3 separate regions of the Mus musculus genome follow, and all the other regions are linked to region 2. Evidence: chromatin contacts called from public Hi-C data. All regions are on one chromosome and are shown on one strand. The core of a region is the stretch at or near the end of the contact, and the rest is flanking DNA. Distances in the headings are between cores, read along the strand shown. Region 1 has its middle 20 kb from the start of Adgrl4. Region 2 holds the start of 4930555A03Rik (RIKEN cDNA 4930555A03 gene). Region 3 has its middle 71 kb from the start of Adgrl4.

The links. A called contact is a pair of places that touch in the nucleus more often than the background predicts.
Region 1: a contact with region 2 is called in a Hi-C map of LSK cells, with 1.9 times the contacts expected there. The contact joins the enhancer-like site here to the promoter of 4930555A03Rik in region 2. A contact is called at or near these places in 1 of 15 datasets of contacts at CTCF or cohesin (the NIH/3T3 cell line), 6 of 484 Hi-C or Micro-C datasets (LSK cells, cardiomyocytes, liver and 3 more) and 5 of 115 datasets of contacts at active chromatin or transcription factors (bone marrow-derived macrophages, cardiomyocytes, heart atrium and 2 more).
Region 3: a Hi-C map of cerebellum shows a contact between it and region 2, with 1.8 times the contacts expected there. The contact joins the enhancer-like site here to the promoter of 4930555A03Rik in region 2. A contact is called at or near these places in 3 of 484 Hi-C or Micro-C datasets (cerebellum, cerebral cortex and long-term hematopoietic stem cells) and 2 of 115 datasets of contacts at active chromatin or transcription factors (heart atrium and neural progenitor cells).

Annotation. Positions count from the first base shown.
Region 1 is chr3:151,416,896-151,419,601 of GRCm38.p6, forward strand. No RefSeq gene overlaps it. Among named protein-coding and RNA genes, the nearest start is that of Adgrl4, 20 kb to the right of the region's middle. Within about 2 kb of position 1,341, at least 26 of the 459 cell types and tissues checked have an H3K27ac peak or open chromatin away from gene starts, as enhancers often do. A contact at or near this core is called in LSK cells and bone marrow-derived macrophages, where this site is marked.
Region 2 is chr3:151,292,861-151,295,609 of GRCm38.p6, forward strand. It overlaps 4930555A03Rik (RIKEN cDNA 4930555A03 gene), which reads left to right and starts at 1,302. Exons shown (of 3, transcript NR_166406.1): 1 at 1,302-1,429; 2 at 2,013-2,279.
Region 3 is chr3:151,365,275-151,368,018 of GRCm38.p6, forward strand. No RefSeq gene overlaps it. Among named protein-coding and RNA genes, the nearest start is that of Adgrl4, 71 kb to the right of the region's middle. Within about 2 kb of position 1,262, at least 22 of the 459 cell types and tissues checked have an H3K27ac peak or open chromatin away from gene starts, as enhancers often do. A contact at or near this core is called in cerebellum, where this site is marked.

The DNA.
Region 1 (2,706 bases), core at 91-2,590, 120 kb after region 2:
AGTCAGTGTTACTATTGGTATGATGAAATGCCATGACCAGAAGCAAATTTTGAAGGAAAAGGTTTACTTCTTTGGCTTACATTTCCATATCTCTCTTCATCACTGAAGGAAGTCAGACTGGAAACAAAAACAGGGCAGGAACCTGGAGGCAGCAGCTGATGCAGAGGCCAAGGAGGGGTGCTGCTTACTGGCTTGCTTTCCATGGCATGCTCAGCCTGCTTTCTTAAAGAAGCCAAGACCACCAGCCCAGGGATGGCCCTACCCACAATGGGCTAGGCCCTCTTCATCAATCAATAATTAAGAAAATGCCCTACAAGTTTACCTATAGCCTGATCTTTTGAATATATTTTCTAATATTGAGGTTCCTTCCACTCTGATGACCCTAGCTTGTGTCAAGTTGACATTAAATTAGCCAGTACAAGTAAGTGGTGCTTAAATTCATCAATGAATGTCATGAGAATAACATGGGGCCAACTTGGAAAGGACTTTCCGTGGGAGGGGGAAGGGACAGGAGTGACTGAGGATGATAAAGTGCGTGTATGGATAAGTGAGAATGTCCTGTAAAAGCCCTCAATTCACATGGACACTAATTTTACAAAAACTATATTCTGAACTTTATCTCCTTCCTTATATGATCTATCATGGTGGCATTACTCCTGCCTTTTTGGATACCTAATTTGACAGGGAAGAGAGAGAGAGAGAGAGAGAGAGAGGGAGAGAGAGAGAGAGAGAGAGAGAGAGTGTCTCTTTTAACAAGGATGATTTCTTTTGTAATTTTCCTTCCAAATATTTTTAATATAATGACAGCTTTTCTTTTAGCAAAAATATTTGTGGCATTCATTTCCCAACATCGAGTTATTAAAATATGTTTGGTTGCATATCATGTGTGTGCACCATGCTGAGTGAAGCAGAAGTCTTTTCAACAGTTGATATCTGCTTCCTCCTTTTCTGTAATAACTCTCTGTCTTCAGTTAATTGAATTGACAGGGCACCACCCAGGTTTCCTCTGACAGTGTTGTTAATCTACTAAAAATACCCTTTCCCCGAGTCAATAGAAAATAGGTGGTCCTTATCAACCTCAAAGAATGACTTAACTGTGTGTGTGAAAGAGCACAAAAGAATCAGTCTCCATCCTTGAAATCTGAGTTAGAATAAATCCTGGAAATAGCAGTTATTTTATCAGGGAATATGGACCTTGACATTTCTATACTTAGTCAGCTTAACTCTCTGGTTAAGGAAGGGGGAAGAAACCTGACTTAATCATCTCAGCCTCCAAATTACATCATATATAGCGAGTCTTGAAATGAAAATGTATTTTACCGACCTGCTCCGTGAGGCTTATATCCCTTGCTGTGACAAAGTATTTAGGGAGAGAAAATGACAGATGTTAGGCACATTAGCACAATGAATAGTCACTTCTTCCCCCAGATGAAGCGCTTTTATCACGGCAATTTATCATGAACAAGATAGTGATTTAGGAAGACGCATTAGAACCGCAGCTCATACTGCAAAGTGAGTTAGCAGGAGTGAAGCATGGCTGCCTGAGAGATGTAAGCACAAGCCCTTCAACCTGCATGCATCCGCGGGACGTTTTTACTTCTGACTTTAATATTTTGAAACTGAATATCATCACTTAACACTGAATGAATGAAGAAATATCCAGAGCTCAGAATGCTTCAGGCTGAGCTAGAGGCAGGGAGGTGAGCCGTGATCCAGTCAGCAGTGACTGCCCTGTGCACTGCAACTGATATGCTCACATGTTTTTTTTTTTTTATTACTGGACTAATTCGTAGCAAGTATTGATTCAACTGCCTAAACAACTGCTAAAATTTCAACCATTTTTATCCACATTCTAGGAACAAGTATGTCAAATTTCCAGAAACAAACATTTAAAACACAGATAATTTATGTTTGATTATGTTACTTATTTATTTTTTATTAATCATTACTAACAATTTGAAGTGTTTTTTTAAGTCCAAATCTTTCTAAGAAGGTTGCTAGAAGGTGGAGAAGTGTGAACCTTAGAGCCTAAGGGGAGCCTTTGTGAGTCCAGGGAGCCATCCAGAGCTGCCCTCTACTCTTATTCACTGACTTCCTCCTGGAAGACCCCCTCTCCCCCCTTCCCCCGCCCTCAGCTACAAGGACAAGAACCTTGAACATCAGGAGCTCACTGTTTTCTGTATGACGATTAACATGCAGTTTGAATACAGTGTAGTCATAATGTTCAGTACCTGTAAGAGAAGGATAGACAACTTGCCTCCGCCTCTGAGAACTCCTCAATATGTCAAGAGATAAAAGTCTGTGGAAGTCAAGGAAGCAAGACACAGGAGGTCTGAAGGGTAGAGCCACCTCCACCCAAGTTCCAACCCTTCCAGTTAAGAATGGATTACTCACAGGACACTGGATAGTGTTAGGGGAGAAGTGCCACACTCAAACAGACACCATTTTAGTGTTTGGGTATATGGGTGCCAGGTGGCCAGAGCTGCCGTTTCTCCCACTCAAGAGAGAAAATGCGAGAAACTCTGGGAAAGTCGCTTAAACTTGAGTATGGTTCAAATTTCATATCTCCTAGTATGGTTCAAACTTCATATCTTCATAACTCACATTCTATATTTCAAGGCAAGGGGAATTAGCTTTGTAATTAACAAGCTGTGTGTGTGAGTGTGTGTGTGTGTGTCTTAGTTTCTGTACGTCTCTCTGTATGTC
Region 2 (2,749 bases), core at 52-2,551:
TGGATTGTCATCATCTATAACTGAACACAAGGAAGCCAACGTTGCAGAGATGAGCTATATGATGCTACTTCAGAGGCTGCTTTTGAAAGATTCATGTTAAGAAATGTTTATGTATAATATGTATGTGTATCATATTTTATGTTCCTCAAACTTTGACTTACATTTTGAAGTAAAATGTATTATAATGTCTATATTCATGAATTATATTAAGGCTGATTAATAAAGACTTCAGATCACTTTTTAAAGTATATTATAAAGAGGAACATCAAATAACTATACCATATTTATTGCCATTTTATAGATGAAAAATTAATTATTTTCATATGCATTTCTTATAGAGTTTATTGCTGAGTACTCAAAGAGGAAAAAACATCTGCTTCCTTTTTTTTAGAATTTTTCATGAATTAGGTTCTTGATAGAGATTACTGCATCAGCAGGCCTGGGTGGTTAGAGACCAAGAACCGACAGAAGAAAGGTGAGAAGCCATGACACATCGCTTTCTTTCTAATGTTTATTTGTTTAAGATTTTGAAAACTATTGTCAGAACAGTATATTCTGAAGCTGAATCGCAGCCGTCTGCCTTAGAAGTAAAATTCACACTGAATTATTTAATTAGTTCTATACCAGATAAATTATGTTTGGTGTTTTCTGAATCAAAACAACTCTTATCAGGGCATTTGATGTGGTTCTTAGTAGATACCAGATTGTTTAATCCATGCTACTCAACACGTTGCTGTGTTTAGATTTGTTGCTACAAGGATGATTCCGTGGCAGTTTTATTAATGTTTATTATTTGCATGTCTATGTTCCCGTGTATCTGGTTATACAATGCCTGCAGGCACACGAACCATGCCTTATTTAGAAGCCAGTGGAGTCTTCCTCTCTTTCCATCTTTATGGGGTATCTGGTCACCAGGTTTGTACAGCAGTCATGTCACCTGGTAAGCTATCTCCCTGGTCCTTTGGTATTTCTATGCAGATAACCTCAAAGACAGTTACTGTGGACTGGTACCTACCACTCACAACACATATTAAAGGTTTGACTCTTTCATAAAAGGTAAGAATTACACACTGCAAAGGTCAAAGTATTTCTTTCTCCTTTCTCCAAAGGTCAGGCCTTGTTATATTTATATTGCTACTTGAAAGCTGTGATTAAACATTGTTATTTGTAGTGTTTTAGCATTAATCAACATCTGGGTGAAATGTCAGAATCAACTTCCACTTTCCTAAGGAGTTTGCCTTACTCTGAGCAGCTGGGTAAGAGTCGAGAGGAAGCAGCTCTGTCCCACCATGCAGTGCGTCAGTTCCAGGAGGAGGGCGCATGGGGTGAGCTCAGGGCAGAAGGCTTTTGTTCCAAAGCCCCTCTGACCTGAACGCACACACTCACAGCGTGCCCTGTATCTGGCTCAGAAGCCGTCGCTCCGAAGAAGGTAAAGCGAGACAATATTTAATACTTCAAAAGAGACTGATTGTATTTAAGGCTCAGCCTTTATGAGTCAAGCACAAATTTTCAGATTGCTTTTTCAATGCCAGGAAGCAAGATCCTGGTGTGAGAGCAAGCTGCTCCCTCACAAACAGAAAGAGAACAGGCCGCAAAGGGGGTGGGGGGGACCGTAGTCTGAGGGCCTCTGACTCACCAGAGATCACAGAAGGCCAGCTGTCACCATTGTTACTCTGCTCTTTTAGAAGATAACTGTCTGTCTTACTATTCCTTTTAAAGTATGCCAGAGCAAATCCAGATATTCTTTAATTAATACTCTCAGGGTGGTTTGAATATTTAAAAATAAGGTTTTGAAAAACGTACAAGGCAGTATCACACTGGGGAGGCCGAATTGCAGACGTAAAGTTGACTTTAGCCAGTTTTCTCCTACCCTCTTCTAACACAAACTGGTGAAGCTCTGAGGTTGCCCTTTAAAGGCAGGTGAATTCTAAAGGGGACGGCAAATGAACAGATTTCTCCCTTGGTGTGTGTGTTTAACCATGTGAGCTAATTTCCTATTTCTCATCCTCCAGAGCAGCCTTCAGACTACCAAGCAGAGTAATTCCTCAGAATTGTCCCACGTTGTCCTAGAGAAGTCGTCTTTATAGGCATGGAGTAGGGTGTCTGCAGGCCTCCAGTCAATTCCAACCGATTTCAACTGCCAAAGTTAAAAGTTGCCATTGCAGTTACTGTCGGACCAAAGTAACCCCTGAGAACTCTCCACATTTGTAAAACGGACTGAAAGGTTCAGTGGCGTTTCCCACCTGGAACAGGACTAGTAATGCTTTGAACGTGAAGAGGTATTAATGGCCACTTGCCCTTTAAACCACAGAGGGACAGCTGAGCACAGTGACCTTCTAGCCCAACTTGAGAGAAGCAGGAAATGGGGTCTGAGGCTGAAGGTTCAGATGATAAAATGCCCCTCGGGAAGATAACGAAATGCTTCATCCGATGGTGGCCCAAGACACCTCTTAAAATCTAAGGAAATCGTTTCCCTTTTAAAAAGCTGCTTTGTGGAAATAACAAGTGAGATCTTTTCCTGCTGTTTGTCTCTCTGCCTGAATCCGGACATATTTTCTCTCACAGATGTCAATCTTTTGCTAAAAGTCTATAAATGATATTTCTTTTAATAGTCCTAAAACATAAACTACTGTTTCCTCCAACTCTTTCTAGGTTCCCAGAATGTTTCCATGGTCTTATTCTATTACAATGTTTGAAACTTTAGTAATATTAAGAAATCCATTCTCCACATGAGTCCATCAGCTTCACT
Region 3 (2,744 bases), core at 12-2,511, 72 kb after region 2:
CTGGTCGCAAGCTTTTGGCCTAGGTTCTAGGGATGCGAACTCTATTCTTCATACTTCCAACAAGACATATTCTTACACACTATGCAATCTCTCCAGTCCCAGGAAAATAAAAGCCTTAAGGAATTATCAGCTAATTTAATCAGACTAGAGTGAAATAGCAACGATGGTATTTACTATGAACAAATAAATTCAAGGGTTGTATAGGCATGCGTGCGCACGCACAGCACACACATACAGGCACGCAGGCACTGAAGGCAGCAGAGCCCTACTGCTCCTATAACAGAGTAGCCCTCAAGCGTACTACTCTGTTACTGTCATTTTATTTCCTGGAGTCAGCATCTCTCTCTCAAGCTAGACCAAGTTTCAGGGATATTCTTGTTGAGGTTACAGGCATGAAGCATCACTCCACTTCAAGTGGGTGTTATGGATTTGAACTCAGCCCCCTGCACCCCTGGCCTCCCCCCCCCCGCACCCCCCCCCCCCCCCCCCGCTTATACAGCAAGCACTCTTACCCTCCGAAGCATCTCCCATCCCTGTTTCATAATATCAACTGGTTTCCTATACGTTCCCATCGACACTGGATGTTTTCAGTAGCATTCCCACAGCACGTTCTTCATTTTCCTTACTTATTTCTAAATGCAATTTAAATTCTAGAGGACACGACACAGATCTCTCCGCAGGTGTATTATCTGGCCTAGCTTTTCTGTACTTCCTGGAAGCTTAAATGCATGGAAGAACGCTGTCGCTCTCTGCTGATAATTGCTGTCTTTCATTTCTAGGAGATCGCATCGTTTGTTCGAAGGAAAGGAAGGGACAATATTTCCATGTAAACATAAATTATGGAGAATGTATCGGGTCTCTTGCTGAGGACATAGGCAAGTTCAGTCGGGGAGGATGGTGGGCTTCCTGGTGCCCTCCAATGGGAACAACAGGCTTTTGTTGTTACTGCAGTTTTTCCACTTGAGAAAGACAAAGAAGCAGAAAATAGACACAAACAGGGATGTCTGTTTCCAACTTCGAGGTAATTGAGGGGTTGGCTCATTCTGCTGAGAGAGCACCAGAGGAAAAAAATCCATTACTGGACTGGAGCAAAGAACCTAGGGAGAGGCCAGATTGCCAGAAGTATGGATCTCACACACAGAAAGCAAGCATGAGACAGGCCCCCCACAGCTTAGGACAGAAGGGCTTCTTCCCTGCCCTGCAGGAGCCAGAAGTGAGACTGAGGATGCCGAACAGTCTGGCCTTTGAGGGGATTTCGGCTTCCAGATGCCTTGCAGTACTGCCAGGCTGAATTATGTTAATTGAACCTCTTCCTACAGCAGGGTTATTCCAAAAGAGGTCTGCCAGGGTCCAGCTAAGTATGCATGCCGAGAAAGAGAGCACAGGACGCTGCCAAAAAATGTGGAGGGGGTCCACACACCTGAGCCAACATGCATTAATTAATTAATTAATTATTGGAATAATGGTCTCAAAACAAGTTAAAACGTTTCTGCACTTTGAGAAGAGACAGTTTGCTCAGTCCTCATTGCAGTGCTCAGAGAGGGGTATGCCATGTAGCCAAATTTACTACTTAGGATCCTCTCCAATGACCCCTTGCCTTCTGCCAAGAACACCAATGAGGAGTACAGCTAAGTGCTTTTTATGCAAGGTGACTGGGCTATTCTACACACTCTTGCCGAGCGGCAATGGACATGGAGTGCTTCACACTGCCATCAAGGGAAGGACCAGGCTGTGGGAAGTTTATGTAAGAAGGGTCCACTGTGAAATAATCAAGAGCCAAGGTTTTTGTGTGATTGCCAACAGATGATGATAGACTAAGAATGGCTGATGGTGGGGGGCGGGGCTTGTGGTAGGGGGAGATGCACACATAGGAATATGGTTGGGAGCAATGCACACATAGGAATATGAGTCACAGCAATGGGTGAGAGCAGACTGAGAATGGGAGAAAGGAGAAGAAATAAAATAGAAAATCAGGATTAAAAAAATCTGTTTCTCTGCAGGTTTTGGAAAGTATATTCTTCAATTAAATTCCTATATTTATGAGAGAGGATATGCACATACACATGGATAGATGATTGATAGATAGATTAGATAGATGATAGATAACATTTATATAATCACACTGTGTATTTATGGTAAATGAAGAACTTCATGCTCATAATACTGCTTTTTAAATAAATAACCTTGTCCTGTGCTTTGTTAATGCTAGTTCGTGAGCAGACATCTCTCTATCCATTAATAGTCAGATGCATTATCTAGAGGCAACTAATTCCAACTCATATTGCACGAGTTGATCTCCACAGATCCTTAGTAGTTATGTCTTCCAAGTGGAGTCAACCAAACCCACAAAGCAGAATTGGATGGGGACAGGTCCTAGGAGAAACACATCTGGAAAATCTGGAAAATATCTTTTTTTTTGTATCCACAATGCAAGTATGAGTGAAATGAATTCTAACGATGAAATGAGTATCAGACATGCACACACACACACACACACACACACATGCCACACATGAAAACTATGCATTTTATATTTCAAAATATTGTTTTCATATTTACCCAGTATATATGTGTGCACACCAAGTGTGTGCAGTGCTCACAGAGGCTGGAAAAGGAAGTCAGATCCCCTGTGGCTGGAGTCACACATGGCTGTCCTTTTTGGAACTGAAACATAAACCTAGCTCCTTTGCAGCAGCAAATGCTCTTCATTGGTGAGCCACCGATCCAACTACAAGAAAAAGTAT